4 separate regions of the Mus musculus genome follow, and all the other regions are linked to region 3. A link is a contact called in public HiChIP or PLAC-seq data. All regions are on one chromosome and are shown on one strand. Each heading gives the region's core, a stretch centred on a gene start, on an enhancer-like site or on the middle of the called end of the contact. The rest is flanking DNA. Distances are from core to core; before and after follow the strand shown. Region 1 holds the start of Sirt4 (sirtuin 4). Region 2 holds the start of Fam222a (family with sequence similarity 222, member A). Region 3 holds the start of Sppl3 (signal peptide peptidase 3). Region 4 holds the start of Cox6a1 (cytochrome c oxidase subunit 6A1).

What was found. HiChIP or PLAC-seq counts read pairs in DNA pulled down with a chosen protein or histone mark.
Region 1: an H3K4me3 HiChIP or PLAC-seq map of neural tube shows a contact between it and region 3, with 4 times the contacts expected there. The contact joins the promoter of Sirt4 here to the promoter of Sppl3 in region 3. A contact is called at or near these places in 7 of 115 datasets of contacts at active chromatin or transcription factors (embryonic limb bud, embryonic stem cells, large pre-B cells and 3 more) and 1 of 9 other capture datasets (macrophages).
Region 2: a contact with region 3 is called in an HNF4G HiChIP or PLAC-seq map of pancreatic cancer cells. The contact joins the promoter of Fam222a here to the promoter of Sppl3 in region 3. A contact is called at or near these places in 2 of 115 datasets of contacts at active chromatin or transcription factors (memory CD8 T cells and pancreatic cancer cells).
Region 4: a contact with region 3 is called in an H3K4me3 HiChIP or PLAC-seq map of embryonic stem cells, with 2.9 times the contacts expected there. The contact joins the promoter of Cox6a1 here to the promoter of Sppl3 in region 3. A contact is called at or near these places in 1 of 484 Hi-C or Micro-C datasets (CD4 T cells), 9 of 115 datasets of contacts at active chromatin or transcription factors (effector CD8 T cells, embryonic basal ganglia, embryonic stem cells and 4 more) and 3 of 9 other capture datasets (adipose tissue, embryonic stem cells and liver).

Annotation. Positions count from the first base shown.
Region 1 is chr5:115,482,818-115,485,828 of GRCm38.p6, forward strand. It overlaps Sirt4 (sirtuin 4), which reads right to left and starts at 1,667. Exons shown (of 5, transcript NM_133760.1): 1 at 1,515-1,667; 2 at 1-301. The coding sequence starts at 294. Gm42007 (a long non-coding RNA gene) reads left to right here and starts at 1,633. Exons shown (of 2, transcript XR_878704.2): 1 at 1,633-1,746.
Region 2 is chr5:114,566,539-114,569,878 of GRCm38.p6, forward strand. Fam222a (family with sequence similarity 222, member A) reads left to right here and starts at 1,713. Exons shown (of 3, transcript NM_001004180.1): 1 at 1,713-1,886.
Region 3 is chr5:115,010,146-115,013,263 of GRCm38.p6, forward strand. It overlaps Sppl3 (signal peptide peptidase 3), which reads left to right and starts at 1,379. Exons shown (of 11, transcript NM_029012.2): 1 at 1,379-1,470. The coding sequence starts at 1,448.
Region 4 is chr5:115,347,536-115,350,486 of GRCm38.p6, forward strand. It overlaps Cox6a1 (cytochrome c oxidase subunit 6A1), which reads right to left and starts at 1,423. Exons shown (of 3, transcript NM_007748.5): 1 at 1,304-1,423; 2 at 1,030-1,172. The coding sequence starts at 1,412.

The DNA of each region.
Region 1 (3,011 bases), core at 417-2,916, 470 kb after region 3:
GACCGGAGCACTGCGGACGAAATCAATGTGCTGGATGGGTCTCCGGTCAGTGCGGGCGTAAAGTCCCACCTTTTCTGACCTGTAGTCTGGGATGCCGGACTCGGTGGAGATCCCCGCGCCTGTCATCACGAGGAGTTTCTTGGAAAGGCTAATGAAGCGCTGTAACTCTTTGATCTTTTCAGGGTCCAAAGGAGGGCTGGGCGGCACAAATAACCCCGAGGGTCCACAAGAACGCGGCCGGCTGAGGTGGGTGATCCAACGGCCCTTTGTCGGCCTGAAAGTCAATCCGCTCATTCTTATTCTGGAGAGAAAGAAATCCATGAGAGCAGCTGGGTTTTACAAGTCAAGTTAACCCACCAATTGATAGACACCGGAACTCTATTCGACTATGAAAATTTTGCCACGGTGGCCCCGGCCTGGGATTGTAGCACTGGGGAAACAGAAGGGAGGACGGTTCGTCCGGAAGCCCTTCAATTCTCAGCACCTACAATGGTGACTTACAACTATCTTTAACTCCAGTTTCAGGCCCTCGTCTGCGCTCTGCAAGCGCCGAGGAATAAAAGGGATGCGCAAATACACGCGCAGGTAAAATACCCAAACACATAAAATAAAATTTAATTTTAAAAAATTAAATATTTTTTAAAACAAACTTTAAAAAAATTTTTTTTTACTTATTTTATGTATATGAATGGTCAACCTGCGCGTACACCTACTTCCCAGAAGAGGGAAGAACTCATCAGAGATGGTTGTGAGACACCTTGTGGTCGTTGAGAGTTGACCTCAGGACCTTTGGAAGAGCAGGGGGTGCTCTTAACCACTGAGCCATCTCTCCAGCCCTAAAAAACAGACTTTTAATAGCCCATTATTTTTCACCTGCTACTAATATAAACATGTTTTAGTAATATTTATATTTTTGTTAATATTATCTCTCATGGGACTATTTGTTCTATAACTCTACTTGGTTTAAATCAGATATTATTATTATTATTATTATCATTACTTGAGACAGAATTCCCTGTAGCCCAGGCCAAGGAATACAACTAAACCGAATTATATCATTTCTCCAAAAGATTTTTTAATTTTAGTATGTCAGTTTTGTTTTGTCTTTTTCTACACGGTTCTCGGTACCAAATCCAGGGCCTCTGGGATGGACGCTAAGTAATCACTCTGTCTGCTTACCCTGCATTGTAAATTCTGCTACTTGGACACATAAAAATCAAGGCATACAAACTTGCCTGTCTGGTTTTCTAGTTGTAAAGACAAGCCTTTGACACAGTCTTTGACATAATGCGGAGCTATCGAGTGATAGGCACACATATTTAGGCTTGGCTTCCTATCCAAGAAGAGCTCAGGACCCTGCTTTCTCCATGAGATTTCCCAGCTACGTGTGAACGGCTAAACAGTCGGGTTTTGCCGGGATAAATCCTCCTTGTCCCCTCGAGAACAAAAGAGACAGATGGAATCCCTAGTAAGAATGCTCAGCGGGAAACCTTCAGCCGGATCAGAACACTTACCTTCCACAATTCTCACCCAACAGTGGGACTCGCTTGTTACGTGTGCATCTTGGGAAATGTAGTCCGCGAAGCCGATCTAGTTGGAAGAAAACTACAAGTCCCAGAATCCTACGTGTCTCCCACGCCAAGATTCTTGGGCGCTCCTCTACGGATTGCCCGCTGTCTTTCCTGCTCAGCTCAGTTAAGGTTCCGGATATGCTGCTGACGCCTGGGGCAATGATTGCCTTTTGAGGTTCTTGTAGTGTTTGTTTGTTTGTGGCTTGTGTTGTTTGCTGAGAGAGGGTCTGACATATCCTTGTCTGACTCCAAATCCGTGATCCTCCTGGCTCCACCTCCCAAGTGCTCGGATTAGAGGCTTGTGCCACCAAAGAAGTGGTTAATATTTCCCATGTCCTGCGTGCGAAAGAGGATCCAAGCAGTCCTAATTTAGGAATTCGCTCTCTTAAAGAAACTCTTTCACTAGTAGCACAGGACAATAATCTGCCACTCAATAGGCTTAGGCGGAAGAATCACGAGTTCAAGGCCAGTCTGGGTGACTTAGTGAGACCTCGGACTCAAAATAATACTGTAAGAGCACTGGGGCTATAGCTCGGTGTCAGCGCGTTAGCCCAGCCCTGGGTAGCCCTGAATTCACACTAGCGGGCATTTCTCCATCCAAGACGCTTTTTAAAATAGACTGGTTTTTTTTTTTTTTTAATAATGTGTGTGTTTTACCTTCATGCATACAGGAGGAGCTCCTGACGGCCATAAAAGGGCGTCAGATCCCCTGGAACTTGAGTGACAACCTGTTGTGAACTGCCCTGTGGGTGCTCGGGATGGAATCTGAGTCCCCCTGCAAGAGTAGCAATGCTCTTGTTTGTTTGTTTTGGTGTTTTCGAGACAGGGTTTCTCTGTATAGCCCTGGCTTTCCTGGAACTCACTCTGTAGACCAGGCTGGTCTCAGAGATCCACCTGCCTCTGCCTCCCAAGTGCTGGGATTAAAGGCGTGCTCCACCACCACCTGGTGAGAAGCAATGCTCTTAACCAGTGAGCCACCTCTTCAGCTCTCCCAACCCCTCCCCAAAAGACCCTTTCTTTGTTTTTTGTTTTTGTTTTTCTGAGACAGGGTGTTAATGTATAGTCTGACACTTTTTTTTTTTTTTTTTTTTTTTGGTTTTCCGAGACAGGGTTTCTCTGTTTAGCCCTGGCTGTCCTGGAACTCACTCTGTAGTCCAGACTGGCCTCGAACTCAGAAATCCGCCTGCCTCTGCCTCCTGAGTGCTGGGATTAAAGGAGTGCGCCACCACGCCCAGAATTTTTTTTGACACTTTTAATAATAAATAATTGCCCCCTTTGTTTTGTGTTTGTTTTAAGATGGGTTCTCACTATGTAGCCTTGGCTGGCCTGGAACTCCTTATGTAGACCACGCTTGGCCTTGAATTCATGGAGATTCACCGGCCTCCGCCTCCCTAGAACTTTGATGAACTGAACGATGTGTGCCAACACGGTTCGCAGATT
Region 2 (3,340 bases), core at 463-2,962, 440 kb before region 3:
GAGGATGGCTTGAAGCTAGGAGTTTGAGACCAACAGGAGCAACATAGAAAATACTAAGTGCCTGACTCCCGCGGTCAATGTATACATCTGTGGGATGGAGCTGACCAAGGATTCAGCATGTGGTTTGTGTTCCACAGATCTCAGCGCTGATGCCCAAAACTCCACCACCATCCCCAGTCGCTCCGTGGAAAAGGCAATCGGGAAGCTTCACGTCTTAGTTTTGTCCGTAAACTGAGAACAAGTGTCAAATATCAGTGTTCTCCTCTGTAAAATGTAGGCCATAAAGCCAATCTCACAGTTTTGAAAAATTTAAGTGTAGTATGCACTTTGCTCTGTGTGTGTGTGTGTTTAGGTTGTCCCAAGGTTTGATGTTGGGTCTTGCAAACCGCACCCTTTACCATTTGGTGTCACCCCAACCTATTTTTACTATCTTTAACACACTCCTCATAGGGCCTGTTCCAAGAGTAAACGGAATAATGCATAGTACCTACCCTCAAACAGGTACTCAGTGAATAGGATTACCTGCTTTCAACCCTTTAGGTCTTCGACAAAGGGACTACAACAACCAGCATGCCTTGCCCTTCCAATCGGGACTCCTTCGCCTGTTTTAGGCTCGCAGCAAGCCGGGAGTTGTAGTCCTCTAGGAGCAGGACCCGCCTCATCCCCGCTTGGGGAAAAAGGTTGGAGAGCCGCCCTGCCGGCCTTTGAATTTTGCCGCGAAAAGCGCGCGTGGCGGCCCCCAGCCCCGCCTCGCGGAGGACGCGGCGCCGCGTCACCGTGGTAACCGCCTCTCGGCTGCAGCTGATTGGGCCGTAACGCGGGGGGCGGACCGGGGGTGAGACGCAGCGGCAGGAGCGGGCGCCCGCGCCTGTCAGTCGTGCCGGAGCGGAGCAGCGGGCAGCATTGCCGGGCCGGCAGCTCTGCGAAGAGGCTGCGCGCGCCGGCCAGGCCGGGCGAAGAGCCGGGCCCGAGGCTAGGCGAGGGTGCTGGGCAGCGCGAGGTTGCGGCTCCGGGAGCCCCGCGAACCGTCCCGGGCCACGGGCACGGGAGAGACCTGTGCGCCGACCGCTGCTGCGGCGCTCGAGCACCATACCGGGTGCACGGCTCTCCATCCCCGAGTCTGCCCTGCGCCTGCTGGATCTGCTGGTCCTCAGCGCCAAGGCCCGCGAGGCTACATCCCAGTCTCTGCCGCTCGCTGCGGCTGCCACTGCCGCTGCTCGCCGGCTTCCCCTCCCCCCACACCCGGAGCTCGGAGCAGGAGGAGGAGGGGCCGGCTCATTCTCGGCGCTGCTCTCTGCAACCTGCGGGGGCCGGTGCACGCCGGGCGAGGAGCCCGGGCCGCTGCAGGTGCGTGCAACCCTCCGAGGAGACGGACTCTCCACCTCTGAGCAAAGCCGGGAGCTGCAAGCCGAGGGCGGGAGGGCAAGCGAGAGGAAGCAACAAAGACAGGCTGCAGCTGGGGCTGGCGAGAGGGGCCGCGGCCGCCGGCCTCCCAGCGCGGACGGAGAGGGCGCCCTGGGAGAGGCGCGGGCAGAGCTGCAGCGGTGAGCCGGGCCCCGAAGGGAGGCGCAGCGCCTCCCGCCGGACGTATGGAGCACAGTCTCCTGCGAGGATGCGCCGCCTGAGCGCGCGAGCGGCCGGGGTCCCAGGCGGACGCGACGGGTACTGAGAGGGGGGAAAAAAAAACCTTTTTCCGACTTCGGACGGCGCTTCCGGACGCAGGGATCGCCCTCACCGACGGCTCCCCTTTCCATACGAAGAAAGACATCGGCCCCCTAAGGGGGCCTTTCTCCAGCAATCTTTATCACCCCTGCATGGCCGCAACCCGCAGATCGGAGCGTCGTGGCCTCTGAGATTTGGTGCCCTTCGTCCGACTGCCTGATACGGTGAGTTGCGGGGTGCAGAATTTTGGGTTTGAGCTGGGGACAGCTCCTCGCAACCTGGCAACCTGGACTGGCCCTAAAAGGGCCCTAGGTTGTTGGGTGCCCAGAGACAGCAATGCTACTTGTCCACCCTTGTCCTGCCCACACAACTTATTTGGACTGGCTGGAGTGGAGATTGTGGACCCTCGTGGGTATTCTACTGACATCGGTATTTGTCAGAGGAAAGGCACCCCACCCATGAAGCTAACAAAGGTGGTGGCCCTGTCCTCTGGAGATTCTTAGGGAATCTTGTACTTTTGTAAAGATTGATTGGGGGCAGCCAGGGTTGGCCAGCATGGAGGGGGTCTACAAAACCACCTTTGGGATCTTAAAGAGACAGAGCTCAGAGACAGGGAGTCCCAAAACTTCATGTCTGAGGATGGTGTCTTTCCAGGCAAGACATTTGTGTGTCTATTGTTACAAATAACTCACAAAGACAGCATGTTCCAATGGGCTGCATGTGACATCACTGCCCGACCTTTGATGTCACCAGAATTGTGACAACACAGCTGGCTTTGAGTGGAGCCAGAATGGCCAAGGCCGAATGCCTTGGTGTAGTAGAAGGTGAAGGCCAACTCCCTGTCCTCCCCGGCCGCAATCTTATGACCTAAATCCCCACTCGAGGTGGGGGAGGGAGGCAGGCAGTGCCAGCTGTCCCTGCCCCTGAGGACAGGTGTTCAGAACTCTGCCTATGTCTCCTGCAGTGTCTGGAGTCTCCCAGACTCCCAAACAGAGCAACCTCTTACTTTTAAGCAGGATGCTTAAAAGGAGGTCCCCATGAACCCTACCATGTACCCAGCCAGCAACTGGAGTTCCCAGGGTCCCCAGAAAAATGTGGGCTTCAGCCTTCAAACAGGCTTCTCTTGAAAAGGTGAATGTCCTGCCTGAGCCAGAGAGAGAGGGGAGCCAGGACCTTCCTGGTGTGTGTGTGTGTGTCTGTCTGTCTGTCTGTCTGTCTGTCTGTGTAAGTTCAGGGAACTCCCCTGCTCTTCAAGGTAAGGGGCCATGGTCCAGCTGGGACTCCTGCCTTAGCTGTTCCCCTTCTGTCATTTAAGATGACTTTGACAAGCAGTGTAATAGATGCTCATTAAGCAAATACCAGGCCAGGGGGGATAGGTGGAGATGCTGAGAGCCCTCCTCTCCCCACCGAACTCTGGCAGCAGCCCTGTACAGTATGGAGCCCAGAGAGCTCCCAAGCCACAGCCTGCTTACTCTCATTTGCCCATCCCAGCAATCACTGCCAGGGCCAGATAGGGGGTAAAATAGCCACAGTCAAGTTTCTAGGGGAAAGATTGAAGACGCTGGCATTGTTGCTCCCATGGGGGGGGGGGGCGGGGACGACAGGTGAGACAGGGTTTCTCTACAGACCATTTTTACAGCCTCCTCCCAGGCTCTTCCATTAACAGGTCAATAAATAC
Region 3 (3,118 bases), core at 129-2,628:
CTAGTTTTGTTGCTTTAAAAATCCTCCACGTGTCCCTTCAGCCTGATAACCAGTGAACTTTTTGCTGTTTCCATAGTCATTTTTCCAGAATGTCATGTGGTCAGAAACATACACTGTGTAGCTTAAATATGTTTCCTCATCTCTTGCTATATGCTTCTTCACGTTTCTCCCTGTCTTTCATTAACTCATTATAGAGTCTCTCTATGTATTCTTGGCTGGCCTGGAACTCACTATGTAGACCAGGCTGGCCGCAAACTCTTAGAGATCTGCCTGCCTTTGCTGGGATTAAAGGCACGCACCACTAGGCCTGGGTTTTTAAATTTTTTTTCCTAACACATGGTCACACACAACGCTCTAACAACTGAGTTATGCCCATTCACCCTATCAAAGTAGCCTGCACCCTTCCTTTAGTCTCTATTAATTGCTCTCCATTATTAATAGCCCCATGACTCTGAAATAATCTTCGTGCTTTAGCCAGCTCGAACCACCTATGTCTCTTCCCTGAGAATATGCATGTAAGGACAAGGGCCTAGGTGAAGGCGCTGACGCCTAGCTGGCACCCAACAAGGACCCCGCTGATCGCTTCTATGAAGACGAGCATGGTAGCATTTGACTTGGCACCAGGCGCCGCGAAGGGACGTTTGCAGAAACCAAGGAGGGGGACCGCGCAGCGCGGGAACCCGAATGCAGCGCTCTGTCCGCATTTTGACAGTTGACTGGCAGCTGAGGACCCAGGGACAGCCGACGGTGGATGATGGAAGGTTGACAGCTGAGTGGCAGTCAACCGCCGCGCACCGGGGAGGACCACTGCGCGCCCAAGGGGCCTAGCGCGCGGCGGCCGCTGCAGCTAACCGTAGCCCCGAGCCGACCTGGGCTGAGCGCTCCGCGCATGGGCAGCGCGCGCGAGGGGGCGGGGCGCCGGGGTCACGTGAGCGTGTTTTGGGCACGTGACCAGCGGCCCGGGCTCGCCCCCGCCCGCTCGCTCGCTCCCTCCTCCCTCGGCGGGCGGGTGTGCTTCGAGCGGCCTCGCCTCACCGCCTAGCGCCCCCCTCAGCCGTTGCTGCCGCCGCTGCCGCCGCCGCCGCCGGCCATGTCCCCCGGCCGCCGCCGCCGCCGCCCGAGCGCGGCGCTCCCGCGGCCCGGCGCGCACTGAGCGCGGGCCCGAGCCACCGTTTCGGGGCCCTTGTTCTCCGCGCCGCCGCCGCCGCCGCCATGTTGGGTTTGGAGCCGCAGCGGAGCCGCCGCCGCCGCCGCGGCTGACGAGGCCGAGCGCGGAGCCCGGGGCCCGCGCCCGCTCCGGGGCCCAGGGAGCGGGGCCCGTCGGAGTCTGTCGGAGCCCGACTGCCTGTCCTCCGTGCGAGCGAGTGAAGGAGCGAGCCGCCGGGGCCCCCGGCCGCGCCCTCTGCCGCCGGCCGAGCGAGCCGCGGAGCCCCCGAGAGGCAGCACCATGGCGGAACAGACCTATTCGTGGTGAGTGCGGGCTTTTGGGGACGAGGAGGCCGGGCCGGGCCGGGCCGCAGGTGCTCGCGGGGCTCGGGGTGCGGGCCGCTGGGCGTCCTCCGAGCCCGGGGGAGGGGCGGTCATTCGAGCCGCGCAGCGGAACCGACTGGCGCGGGTGCTGGCGGGCCAGGGGGGAAGCTGGAGAAGGGTGGGCAGAGAACGGGCCCGGGCGAAGGTGTACCCCACTCTCGGCGAGAACAGGTGGTAAGAGGCACAACTTGCAAGTAGTGAGGGCGGGAGCGACCGCTTCCGCGGTGGGCAGAGGCCCTGCGGCCCCGTGATCGAGCCCTGGCACAGCGGAGAGGGGGAGTCTTGTTCCAGGATGGCCACATTCTGTAAAGGAAGTCGTCGGTAGCAGCGGGGTCATGGGTAGTCTTTGTAAAGGGGTTGGTACTCTGCTCTGGGGATTCGAAGAGTGCTGGCCGGTGTTCTGGGGGTGGAGGGCTCGATCACGGGAATGTGTGTGTGTGTCCGTCCAGGTTGAGTCCCCCTGCCTGTGGGACTTTTTTTAGCAGCGTGTTTAGGGCTGAGGCACACACACTTGTGATTTACAGGGGGGAGGTGACAGATGCGTCCAAGTTTGGGGGGAAAGAGGTGAGAAGGGCAGAGGCGTGGAGTGTTTGCCGCGGAAGGAGGTTGGTTGTACCGGGGGCGAGTGGGAATGGTGTAGTTGAGCTGTGGCTTGAGGGTGAGAAAACAGGAGATGGGTGGGTTGGTGGTAGGTACCGGGCGGGCGGGGAACCTGGTCGCTGCAGCCTAAGAGATCGGAGATGGTTTCAAGCACTTGTGGCTTGGTACCAGAACTGTCGACTTTTCCGAAGAGTGGGGTTGAAGGTCCGCTTCGTTTTGTAATTGGAAAAGTGAGTTAGTTCTTCATTCCTGGACCCTAAACCTTTAAGTACCAGAATTGCCTTTTCCCTAACCTGTACAGATTGTGTGGCTACCTTCGGAAAAGTGAGTTAGTTCTTCATTCCTTGACCCTAAACCTTTAAGTACCAGAATTGCCTTTTCCCTAACCTGTACAGATTGTGTGGCTACCTTCCCAAAGCACGGGGCAAACTGTCAAGTGTTGGGAGCGTAAGTGAGCTGTAACTACCATAGGGAGACAGTAAAAGAGCCGGGTTATACACGAAAACAAGGGATGGTTATGCTAAGTCGGGAGCTCACTGTGTCCTGATGGAGGGTTAGTGATCGAACATGCTTTAGTAATGCAAACGGCAGCGATGTATGCACAATCTGAAAAAGAAGGTAACTGGGAAGTTGAGAGGAAATAACTAAAAGAAAAGTTGGGTTTTGGTGGCTCCAGTTGTGGTTTAAAAGGACAGACTAATAGTTGTGAGCAGCAGTGAGGGAGGGGCATCTCAATGGCAGGTGGGATTCAGTTTCTTACCTGCAGATGGACTAGGTAATGTTGGTGCTGCCATGGGCACTGGCAACACCTAGAGCTTGCTTGTCCTGCCCCACGAGGACTCCTCTGTGAATCCTCATGGCTGCCTTGTTGGTTTGGTTTGGTTTTGAACTGTACTGTAAAAAGAATATGGATTGGTTGAAAAAAAAATACCAGTGATGAGGAACTGGGGAAAGTGCTGTGTGCAACACACATTCGCAGCCCCAGTTT
Region 4 (2,951 bases), core at 173-2,672, 340 kb after region 3:
CTTCCCCTCCATGTTTGAAAAGCATTGCTCTTGGTCAATAGCTCACAACCATTTTTGGCTTTCTGTGGTAACCCCATTTAGCCCAAGCTAATCTCCATTTCATAACGTGGCAGAGAATAACCAGCAACTACTACTGATAGAAACTTCCTGATAGCTACTACTGAGAAAACGCTTGTTTTCTGACCCCAAGTGCCAGGGGCGGGATATGGGAGCATTATCTAGAGGCCTTAGGAGGGGGGTGCTACTGCCACCTAGTGGGCAGAGCCCCAAGGCAAGGCTGCTGTCAAACACCTTTTCTTTTTCTGAGAAAGTCTCCCCCCTGGCTGTCCTGGAGCTCACTTTGTAGACCAGACTGGCCTTGAACAAGACATTGGCTCTCTTTGGCCTCTCAAGTGCTGAGGCTGTACGGGAACGGCATGGAGCCTTCTGGGTTGTAAAATTGAAGTCTAGAATAAGTTTCTGCAAGGCCAGTCTTAGGTGAATTAGGTGATACAGTGGAAGACGGGCTTGTTAAAATACATCATGAGACATTATAACTGTCTTTTTTTTTTTTTTTTTTTTTTTTTTGGTTTTTCGAGACAGGGTTTCTACACGAACAGCCAAGGCAAAGAACTGATAAAACGACAGGCACTGTGAGAACCAACGGGCAGTCTGTGCTTAAGCCTACGCCAATCGCCCGGATCCCGGATCACCTTCAGGATTTGCGGCTATAAAGGGACACCCCAAACCTCCAAACTTTCCCGCAGGAAGCTAATAAAGTGCACCATTGGACAAAAGGTGACAAGTTGGAGGAGCTGAAAGCCCGCAGGCATTTACTGGGTGGCCTTTTAAGAAAACCGAGCCACGACCTACAAACTGGCTTCCCTTCCGTCAAACGAAGAGTAAATAAAATATTCTATCTGCACGGACGGACAGGCAGCCAAGATCCTAAAACTCCCCCAAGGGCTGGGCCAGGGGAGTGGACAACCCCGCAATAACGGATGCCTGGAGGACGGACGGACAGACGGACAGTAAAGGCGCAGCGCCTACCTTGGTCCTGATGCGCAGGTGAGGGTAGGCAACGAACGGGGGTCTCTCGTGCTCTTCGTGCCGCGACTTGAGGAACACGTTGAGCATGCTCACTCCCACCCCGGGCAGCGCCACGAAGTAGGTGAGGGCCTTCCACATCCGAGCTGCGGCGGGGGCCACAACGTCAGCCTCGGCCGCTCCCTCCCGCCAAGGTCACCGCCCCGGGCTCCGGCCCCGCCACGCCGCCGCACGCCACCCGCCGAGACCCCACGCCCATCCGAGAGCCCCCGGGTACCTGAACCCTCCTCGCCGTGGGCGCCACTCGACATGGGCCGCCTCAACCCGGGGAGGGCCCGGCCCAGCGGCCGAGAGACCCGAGACGCTGACAGCACCGCCGACGCCATCATGGAACTACACCGGCGCGCCGGAAGCGGAAATGGGGACGGGCGAAGGGGGCGGGACAAAGACGCCGAACGACGTTCCTATTGGGCAACGCCTTCTCAGACCTGGCTAGGAACTCCAGCGCCTGCGCACTTTATCCGTCCCTGGGGCGGCTGGAGCGAGAGCGCGCATGCGCCCCGTTCCTGTGCCCCATCTCCCTGCTTGTCAGCGCCTAGGTGAGGATGTCCGCGGAACTGAACTTTTGCGAGCTTTTCTGGTTTTAATCGCTCCCTTCTTTGGAGTCCCTGGACAGGATCTGAAGTGCGGAGAACAAGTCACGTTAGCGGAGGCGCCATTCTCTTTCCTCGCTCGCTGCCTTCTAATTCCGCGATTTCCCAGGCCCTCGACAGCCCTGTCCTTGTCGTTATCATTGTCCCTATCGCTCTTAAAGACCGTTGTTATTCTCTTCCGTTGTGCCCTACATAGACTGTAAAGTCCGCAGTGCTTAGATTTTTGCCAGCGCTGCATCCCGAGAGTTACCCGAAATCTTTCATGGCAAGTAGCAGGTGCTTTATGCAATTTAATGAATGAATGTATGAAACCGTGTATTAATGAGTCAAGGAACAGACCCAGGAACCAGTAAGGACCCTGCAATTGCCAGCAAATCTGGACTTTGTTTAGCTCCATATCCTCAGCGTTTGTTCAATGTTCCTGCTCCCGCTTTGAATACTACACACATCTGTTAAATTTTGTCTGTAGAACTTTACAAATATCTCCTTTTTCCCTTTTTATTTATTTATTTGTTTATTTATTTATTTATTTATTTTGGTCTAAAAGCCTCGCATCTTTAATGCTAGTATCTGCGAGGAAGACGCAGATGGAACTGACCCCAGGCCAGCCTCCTCTACAGAGTTCTAGGCTATCCAGAGGCTGCATAGTGAGACCCTGTCTCCATAAAAACAAAAACAACAAAACACGCTGTACTGGTTAGTTTTGTGTCAACTTGACACAGCTGGAGTTATCACAGAGAAAGGACCTTCAGTTGAGGAAATGCCTCCATGAGATCCATCTGTAAGGCATCTCAATTAGTGATCAAGGGGGAAAGGCCCCTTGTGGGTGGGACCATCTCTGGGCTGGTAGTCTTGGGTTCTATAAGAGAGCAGGCTGAGCAAGCCAGAGGAGGCAAGCCAGTAAAGAACATCCCTCCATGGCCTCTGCATCAGCTCCTGCTTTCTGACCTGCTTGAGTTCCAGTCCTGACTTCCTTTGGTGATGAACAGCAGGGTGGAAGTGTAAGCTGAATAAACCCTTTCCTCCCCAACTTGCTTCTTGGTCATCATGTTTGTGCAGGAATAGAAACCCTGACTAAGACACACGCCAAGTGAGGTGGCTCATAAGAGTGAGATGGGGTAGGAAGATTGCTGTGAGTTAGAGACTAGCCTGGGCTGTAGAATGAGACCCTGTCTCCGCTCACACACCCCTAAGTTTAAAATGTTTGTGTATATGGTACTGTTTTGAGAGACGGAGGTAGGGAATCTCTAGTTAGAGGCCAGCCTGGACCAC